2 separate regions of the Mus musculus genome follow, and region 2 is linked to region 1. The links are chromatin contacts, called in public Hi-C maps. All regions are on one chromosome and are shown on one strand. Each heading gives the region's core, a stretch centred on a gene start, on an enhancer-like site or on the middle of the called end of the contact. The rest is flanking DNA. Distances are from core to core; before and after follow the strand shown.

Evidence for each region. Hi-C and Micro-C count contacts between places; a contact is called where the count stands out from the background.
Region 2: a contact with region 1 is called in a Hi-C map of LSK cells, with 2.4 times the contacts expected there. The contact joins the promoter of St6galnac6 here to the enhancer-like site in region 1. A contact is called at or near these places in 3 of 39 promoter capture datasets (liver, macrophages and neutrophils), 5 of 484 Hi-C or Micro-C datasets (the G1E-ER4 cell line, LSK cells, liver and 2 more), 5 of 115 datasets of contacts at active chromatin or transcription factors (the SCID.adh cell line, effector CD8 T cells and embryonic stem cells) and 3 of 9 other capture datasets (adipose tissue, liver and pancreatic islet).

What each region holds. Positions count from the first base shown.
Region 1 is chr2:32,493,081-32,497,189 of GRCm38.p6, reverse strand. No RefSeq gene overlaps it. Among named protein-coding and RNA genes, the nearest start is that of Fam102a, 40 kb to the left of the region's middle. Within about 2 kb of position 1,704, at least 108 of the 459 cell types and tissues checked have an H3K27ac peak or open chromatin away from gene starts, as enhancers often do. A contact at or near this core is called in the G1E-ER4 cell line, LSK cells, the SCID.adh cell line and 4 more, where this site is marked.
Region 2 is chr2:32,604,970-32,609,078 of GRCm38.p6, reverse strand. It overlaps St6galnac6 (ST6 (alpha-N-acetyl-neuraminyl-2,3-beta-galactosyl-1,3)-N-acetylgalactosaminide alpha-2,6-sialyltransferase 6), which reads right to left and starts at 2,094. Exons shown (of 7, transcript NM_016973.3): 1 at 1,968-2,094; 2 at 983-1,037. The coding sequence starts at 1,008. It overlaps Gm52551 (a long non-coding RNA gene), which reads left to right and starts at 1,178. Exons shown (of 2, transcript XR_003954025.1): 1 at 1,178-1,306.

The sequences.
Region 1 (4,109 bases), core at 455-2,954:
AAGGCATCTCACATTGCGTCTTACATCTACCTGCCTCTGCTTCCCAAACAGTGAGACTAAAGGTGTGCACCACCAAACCCGGTTCTCTCTTAGATTTGTACTGTACACACACACACACACACACACACACACACACACACACATAGGTCTTGCTACATAGCCCAAGTTGACCCTGAACTCCAGGGCTGAAACTATCCTCCTGCTTTGGCCCCCTGAGAGATTGATTCTATTTTACTGCTGCACAACACATCTCAAAGCTTAGCCGCTGAGGGGCCGAGGAGCTGGGTTATTGTTTAAAGCGCTTGCTGTGCAAGCCTGAAGACCAGAGTTCAAATCCCCAGAGCCCACGTTAAATGCTGAGTGAGCGTAGCAGCACACCAGTGACTTCAGCCTTGGAAGGCAGAGACAGGGGTTCTCCAAAGCAAGCTGGCTAGTGAAGACAGCCTAGAGCCAGCTCTGGGTTTGATGGAGTGACCCTGTCTTAGTGAATGGCATGGGAGATCAACCTCAAGCCTCCACATGCATGGCTATATGTGTGCCTACATACATGCAGTGTGCCTATTAACACATGCACACCAGCACACACACATAAAATGAGAAAGAAAACTTAGCTGCTTAGAGCTACAGGTATTTGTTGTTTCTGTTTCTTGGGAGTGGGGGAGGGGGAGATGTGGGAGAGCTTTGAGCGTGGTCTGTGGTCTGACCTGGGTGTTTCATGCTGCAGTGGCTGCTCTGAGTCTTCTGAAGGGGTGGGAACCACTGGGGGACACGGTGGAACCTTGGGCTCTTACTTGCTATCTCTGTCATTGTGACATGACTTTTGCTTCCCCCAGCACGGGCTCTAAGGGAGCCTGACCAGAAGTGACCTGCCTGTCCCCACAGGCTCCACCCAGCTCGGTTGCACTGCACAGACTTGCTAAGCCACGGGGCTGGAAGTCTTGGGTCATCTGGGATACTAGAATCAGGCTCAATCAGGCTCCCTTGGCTAATGGCTGACACACCTGGAAAAGCATCCCTAAGCCAGCCATGTGACTATTCCCGTTTCTCTCCTTGCACACCTATAGATAGTAGGTGTTCTGTTGGACAAACTGCCCCTGGCAGAGCAGACACACTAGCCCACCGCCCTCTCACCTTTTCAGTAACGCCCACAGGACCATTGTGCCCACTTGGCGGGCAGAGGGTGGCAACCTCAGGAGCCGCCTCCCAGAGTCGCCACCACCACCACCACCACCACCACCACCACCACCACCACCACCACCACCACCACCTTTGGTATTCTGAGCATCCTGGGGGATAATGTGGACGGCTAGTTTGTTGTTGTTTGAAACAGGGTCTCACTATGTAATCCTGGCTGGCCCGGAAATCACAGGGGTTCACCTCCCTTTGTTTCCTGAGTTCTGGGGTTTAAAGCTTGAGCCGCCATGATAGATAAGGTATGAACTGTCTACACCAGCTTCCTTAATGAGACAGAGACCCACAAAGCCGAGCATGGAGAGTCTGCCGACTGCAGGGATACCTCACAACTGGTCTGCCTTAGGTATATGAAGTGGGTGAGCATGCGCACGCACGTGCGCGCGCACGTTTCATTCTTCTCCAGCTGCTCAGCGGAGGAAACCAAGGCATCGAGGCAGGAGGTGCAGAGCCCCACAGACGTCACAGGACATCGTGGGGCTGGGGCTGTAGGCAGGCTGGAGCTTGCTGGGGTTTTGTGACAGGGAAGGAGGAGAGAGGAAGGAAAGAGGGGGTGGGGCGTCACAGAAGAGATCAGTTCCCCGGTGTCCCGTTATCACAAATTCATCTCTGAGGCAGCACTACAAACAGGATGTGGGTTTATTTTGAGGGCCTGTTGCCCCAAATTGATAAATGCCATTTAACACGTAGACACCATGGGAGAGGCAGTGGGACTTACTGGGTAGTTTAGCCGGGCTCCTAGCTCTGTGACTGGAGAAGTATGGATTGACAGCTCTGGACTCTGAATAAAGGTCATTAGGACTGGCGAGAACGGTGGCAAGAGCCTTTGCACATTGGAGGAGCTCATAGCTCGTCTCTGTGCAGGAGCCCCGCCATCTTCATCCTGCTCCTGTAGCGTTTAATATCTATCCACCCCTCCCCCGGCAGTCCAAAAAGAGAGATCCTGATATGTTCACAGTTTCCCTCAGGCCCTCGTATCCCCAGCATGTCCCCCCATGCTGGTGACCCAACTTTTAGCGCAGAAGAACCTTGTGACACAGGTTGGCTGAGTCCCTGCCAGGTTGCTTGCATGCATGGAGAAGCAAGGGCTCTGCCCTGTCTCCACCCCAGGGTCACCTTCCAGGGATTGTCCTGGCCCTGTGGCTATTAGCCACTTGGATGTGGGAGTCACAGCCCAAGCTCTCTGTGTGACATCCACAGAAGATTACTGGAGCCCACTGGAGCCCACTGAGCCTTAAGGCCAAGGGATGGGATATGGCTTCTTTCAAGCCAGTCAAAGCAGCAGCCTGCTGCTCAGGAGTCAGACCACCCCTGGGGTCTGAGGACTGTCTATCACTTGCTGGCTGGGTGAGATTCAGGAAGTTAACATCTCTGAGCCCATTTCCCCAAACCAAGAGCTAAACTCATGATAAGGAAGGACTGCTTAGAAACCGAATGGCACCTTTAATCCCAGCACTCGGGAGGTAGAGGCCCAAGAACCTCTGAGAGTTGGAAGCCAGCCTGGGCTACAAAGTGAGTTCCAGGACAGCTGGGATGTTACACAGAGAAACCCTGTCTTAAAAAGAAAAAAAGCTAAATATCAACAAAAGAACTCCATTTATACTCCAGTTCTTGTTGTTTGTTTGTTTGTTTGTTTTATTTGTTTTTGACAGGGTCTCACGTAGCCCAGGTTGACATGGAAATAGGTATATAATGGAGGTGGCTGCTCTTGAATTCCTGAATTTTGGATTACAGATATGGTCCACCATCCCTGCTTTCACGGTGCCTTTCAAATTTCTCTCCTATCAGAAGAATGCCACTCTTCAAGGAGCGTAAGATGGCTCCAAGAATAAGGTGCCCCTTTCCTATGTACCAACAAGAGAGGACACTGGCAGGCTGGGGAGGTGACTCATTCTGTAAGGTGCCTGTCGCACAAGCAAAAAGACCTGAATTTGATTCCAGAATTCACATAAAAAGTCAAGCATGGTGGGGTTTGTGATCCTAGCACTGGGGAAGCAGAGAGAAGAGAGATCTTGGGGGTCTCTGGACCTGTTAATTAGGCCAAAGAATCTAATTAAAATGCCAGCCCAGGTCTCAGTGAGAGACCCTGAGGAACTGCACCCAAGGTTGTCTTCTTGTTTCCACACTCTTCACAGGGGGACGGACACACACACTCACAAGGAGAGAGAGAGAGAGAGACATAGAGACATAGACACAGATATAGACACACATACAGACACACACACAGACACACACACACAAAACACACAAAGGTAGCTGTCAGGTGTGCCACCAGCTGTTGGAGGGGACACACCCTGCCATGCCACAGGACGTGCTAATGCCGAGGAAGTGAGCCTCTCTTGGAATCCGTGAGCTGTGGTCTGCGCAGGAAGAGAGCAATGAACTTGTTAGCCATCCGGTAGTTTCCTGCCTACCTGTCAGCGCCCGCCCAGCAGCTCCCAGCAGCGTCCTCTCTCTGCATGGAGCTAACTTTTTTCTCTAGCATTTGCGTATTTCATATTTCTAAGAAATGAGCCCACACCCCCCTCTCTCGCTACATTTGTCTCTACCGCAATCTGCATTCACCCTACCTCTTTCCACACCGTGCTGTCTGCCAGGCTGCAGCTGTCTAACAAGCTAAAGGAGGCCTCCATGCACCCACTCCCTGCCCATCCCCCCTGCCCTCACCCACTGTGGAAGGAAGGTTGAAACTTGGTACTACATCACTGGTTCCTTCTCAGGTGTGTTTGCTTGCTTAAGGTAAGTCTCACAATGGAGCCCTGGCTGGCTGTCCTAGAGCTTGCTCTATAGACCAGACTAGCCTCAAACTCAGAGATCTGCCTGCCTCTGTTTCCTGAATGCTGGCATTAAAGGCGTGTGCCACCGCCAATAACCAGTTCTTTCTCAGATTTGGACTGTACACTTTTTTGTTACATTGT
Region 2 (4,109 bases), core at 845-3,344, 110 kb before region 1:
GGATGGTCCAAAAGTTTCCTAGGTCCTGACACCCTCCTCACAGGCCTTTGAACCCCAGGGCTCAGTGAATTCGGTCATTGGTCAATGTGATCTTGGGGTCAAGGGCAAGCCTTCCTGCCCCGCCCAGCTGTGTGCCTCACTCTATAACCCTCCCTTCCCTCCCACCACTGGGCCTGGCCCTTCTACACTTCCAAGCCCCAACCTGTAAGCAGGCCATAAGAGGGCATCCAGCCCACTTCCTCTGGCAGCTACAGCCCAAAAACGCAAAAAAGGGCTGGCATAGAGAGGAAGAAAACTAGGCTGGATCCTCAAAGGGGATCCCCAGATCAGAGCGCGCGCTCCCCGGGGAGCCTCTCGGCTCCGGTCACTATCTCCGCCCCCTGACCTAGCTGCGGTTTACTCCTACTCCAGGAATAGCTAGAAACCTCCAGGCTAGAGTGCCACACACACCGCTCCTGATTGGCCAGGCCTGGCTCCTCCCATTGCCAAGCACGACCCCACCCCGTGGCAGCTCCCACTACCATCCCCAGGCTTCATGGTTCCCCTGTGCCATCCCAGTATCTTCAGTCAGAGACCCCAGACTTCTGTCTGTCCCCAGCGGGCAGTTCAGGAAACAGGCTTAATGGAAGGGAGGCGTGGCTTGTCCGTGGACTCAAACCGTTAGGTCAGAAGACAGGAGGCCAGAATCCTAGAGTCGCCCCCATTAACCCTGACACCTCCAGCATTCAAAGCTCCCCTGGGTCTGGCCACAGCTCCCAGACAGACCACCGTCTTACTACCCTGTCTTGCGCATGCCCCGTGCTCCAGACACTTGGAGCACTCCAGGTCCCAGGCCCACGCCCCACTTTCCCACCTTTGCCTGAGCAGTGCCCTCAGCCAGGACTACGGTTCCCCCGGTCAGGCCCGTCACGGTCCTGCTCTGAGAACGCCATGGTCAGAACAGCGTATCAGGTGCCAGTGCGAATGTCGGGTCCACACTTACTGGCTGGGGGGCCTCGAGCAAGCCATGTGACCTCTCTGAGCCTCAGTTTCCTCATCTGTGAAATGGGAATAAGAACTGGTAACTCCTGGGGCGACTGGAAAGATGCATGCATTTGTGAAAAGGAGAGCCGAAGGCTTGAAAGTACTATATCAGAAATCCTAAGCCTTCGGGTTACTCCGTTCAATGCCCGCCCCTGCACAAGCCTGTCCCAGAAACAATCCTCCCCCTCTTGACCCCAAGCCGGGGACTTCCCTTATATTACGAAACATGCTCCGGAGCTACGCAAAGCATCGCCTGCCTACACACTTTTCAAGGCAACGCCTGGTAGGTGCTCTTGCTCCCCATTTCACAGATGAGGAGACTGAGGGATCAGAGAGGCAACGCGCCTCGCAGGGAGCAGGAGCAAGCGGGGGAGGGGGGAATCTTGTAGTGTTTGTTTACAGGGCGGAGCCTGAAAGGGTCTCCCGGGAGGGTCCCCTTGTAGCCTGTGCGTGCGCCAGACATCTAGTTCGGCTCGGAGTGGCCAGGCCTGGTGGGGAGCTGCTGACTCCGCTGGGGAGGTGGCAGCCCAGAAGCCTAGACTCAGCTCCAAGGCTGGACCTGCGGAGGCTGAGCTCTGGGCTGAGGGTGAGGGCCGCACCCTGAGCTCGCTCTGGGGCTTCTCCAGGTGACGGGAGCAGGGTACCCCCGAGTGCCTCGTGAGAGGCTCAGCCCCGCTCCCCATCTTCTGCCGCTGCACCCTAGGGTCAAGCATCCTATCCTGACCCCGGCTCTGCAGGGGAGGGGTGCGGGGCCGCGGCAGGGTCGCCCCATCTCCAACACGAGAGGCCCAAAGAATCCCGCTAGATCTCGGGGTGCAGTTAGCAAGCAGAGTGGGTCTCGGGGAGCCCTGGGGCTCCCCCCTTATCAGCGGCTCCCCACTGCCGAGGCGCAAGCACAAGCCCCCTCCCGCTCTGCTGCCCGCCCCCGCGCAGCACCGGCTCACCTCCGCCGGGGAGCGCCCGGCCCCCCGCGGCCCCCGCACCCCGTCACATGGCGCCGGGAGCCGAGAACCGGGGTCCGCGCCGCTCTGGCCGCCCAGGCCCCGCCGCAGCTCCAGCCCGCCGGGTCCTAGCGCCGGCGCTCGCAGTCCCGTTAGGGCCGAGCGAGAGGGCGGAGCCTCAGGCTGCGGATGGCCCCGCCCCAGGGAGGTGCCAGAGAGGAGAGACGCTCTCCCACAGCACCCTCGTGCCCCGCGCCCCATCCCAAATCTCATCCATTTCTCTCTCTCCAAATGGACACCAGGACCTCGGATGGGGAATCCGAAACGCGGAGATCACTGGGTTCGAACTCTGGTTATTAATTACCTGGACTCCCCCTCGTAGAGACCCAGTAACCATCCCCTAGGCAGCTTGGTACTTCATCTCCTTATCTCCGGAAAATGGAGAGAGCAACGTTTGAAAACGTAGCTTTTGATGGGCCTGGTAGCTTAGAGGCCTGCACCCTACTTAGGAGATAGAAGAGGGCGGAAGACTGTTGCAAGTTCAAGGCCAGCCTGATAGACATAGTGAGTACCGGGCCGGCCAGGGGTACATGGAGAGATCTTGGCTCAACTCTCTTCATCCTACCCTCAAATATTCGTTGCACTATTTTATGTGACTAAAAGGAAGCAATCTGGACCCAACCAACTGGATGGCTCAGCAGTTACAAATACTGGCAACTCTTCTAGAGGACCTGGGGTCCACTCCCAGCACAGTCCTAGGAGGATCTGTCGCCCTCTTCTGGCATCCATGGGTACTGCACATATATGTGGTACACAGACATGTGGAAGCAAAACATCCATACACATAAAATAAAATGAAAAATTAAAGAAAAATGCAACCTGAGGGCTAGGGAGATAGTCAATATGTCAGACTCGATGCCGTGTTCTGCTTCTGTCTTTCGAAACAGGGTTTCTTGGTGTAGCCCTGGCTGTCCTGAAACTTGCTCTCTAGACCAAGCTGGCATTGAACTCACAGAGATCCCTCTGCCTCCCCAAGTGGTGGGATTAAAGCCGTGTGCTACCCCCGCCCAGCGACGTCACGTGTTTGTAATCCCCATTCTGGGGGTGGGAAGAACAGGAGACCCCTCCAGCTAGCTTACCCTTTCTGGGCCTCCCAGGTCAAGGAAAGAACATTGGAGGCTGACCTTTGGCCTCCAGACATCCAGGGATGTGCATGTATGGACACAGGGATGTGCATATGTAGCCTGTTAGAAAGCTGGTTACATAAACAAAGACTGCCTACCCATAGTGTTCTAAGAGGCTGGGAACGAGGGTTAACGTGCATGCCTGAGAGGGTGATGGGGAGATTTAGGAAGAGAAAGCATGTTTAAAGAGTTCTGTTTTGTAATTACTTAGGAAAACATCATAGTAAAACTTTCCATTCCCCACCCTAGGTACCTATTAGGTCCTGCAGATGTACACAGTGAAGGTCACAGCTGGACAGTTTGAAACACAAGAGTAGAAATAGTCCAGATATCTACTAACAGGAGAATGGAAAGTTTGTTTGTTTGGTTTGATTTGGTTTTCTTTCTTTCTTTCTTTCTTTCTTTCTTTCTTTCTTTCTTTCTTTCTTTTTTTTCTTCGAGATAGGGTTTCTCTGTGTAGCCCTGGCTGTCCTGGATCTCTCTCTGTAGACCAAGCTGGCCTTGAACTCAGAAATCCGCCTGCCTCTGCCTCCCAAGTGATTGATTTGGTTTTCAAGACAAAGGTTCTTCTGGGTAGCCTTAGCTGTCTTGGGACTCGATTTGTAGACCTGGCTGGCCTTAAACTCAGATCCACCTCTGCTGTGCTGGGATTAAAGGCATTTGTCATCACCACCTGGCAAGGGTTTTTGTTTTTGTTTTTTGTTTGTTTGTTTTTCGAGACAGGGTTTCTCTGTGTAGCCCTGGCTGTTCTGGAACTCACTCTGCAGACCAGGCTAGCCTTGAACTCAGAAATTCACCGGCCTCTGCCTCCCAAGTGCTGGGATTAAAGGTGTGTGCCACCATGCCCGGCTTGTTTTTGTTTTTTTAAGGAATATTTACACTGTGGACTATTACACGGCAGGGGCAATGATAAGCTATAGGAACGCTGGTGAATCTTGGAGACCCAAGGAGTGAAAATAAC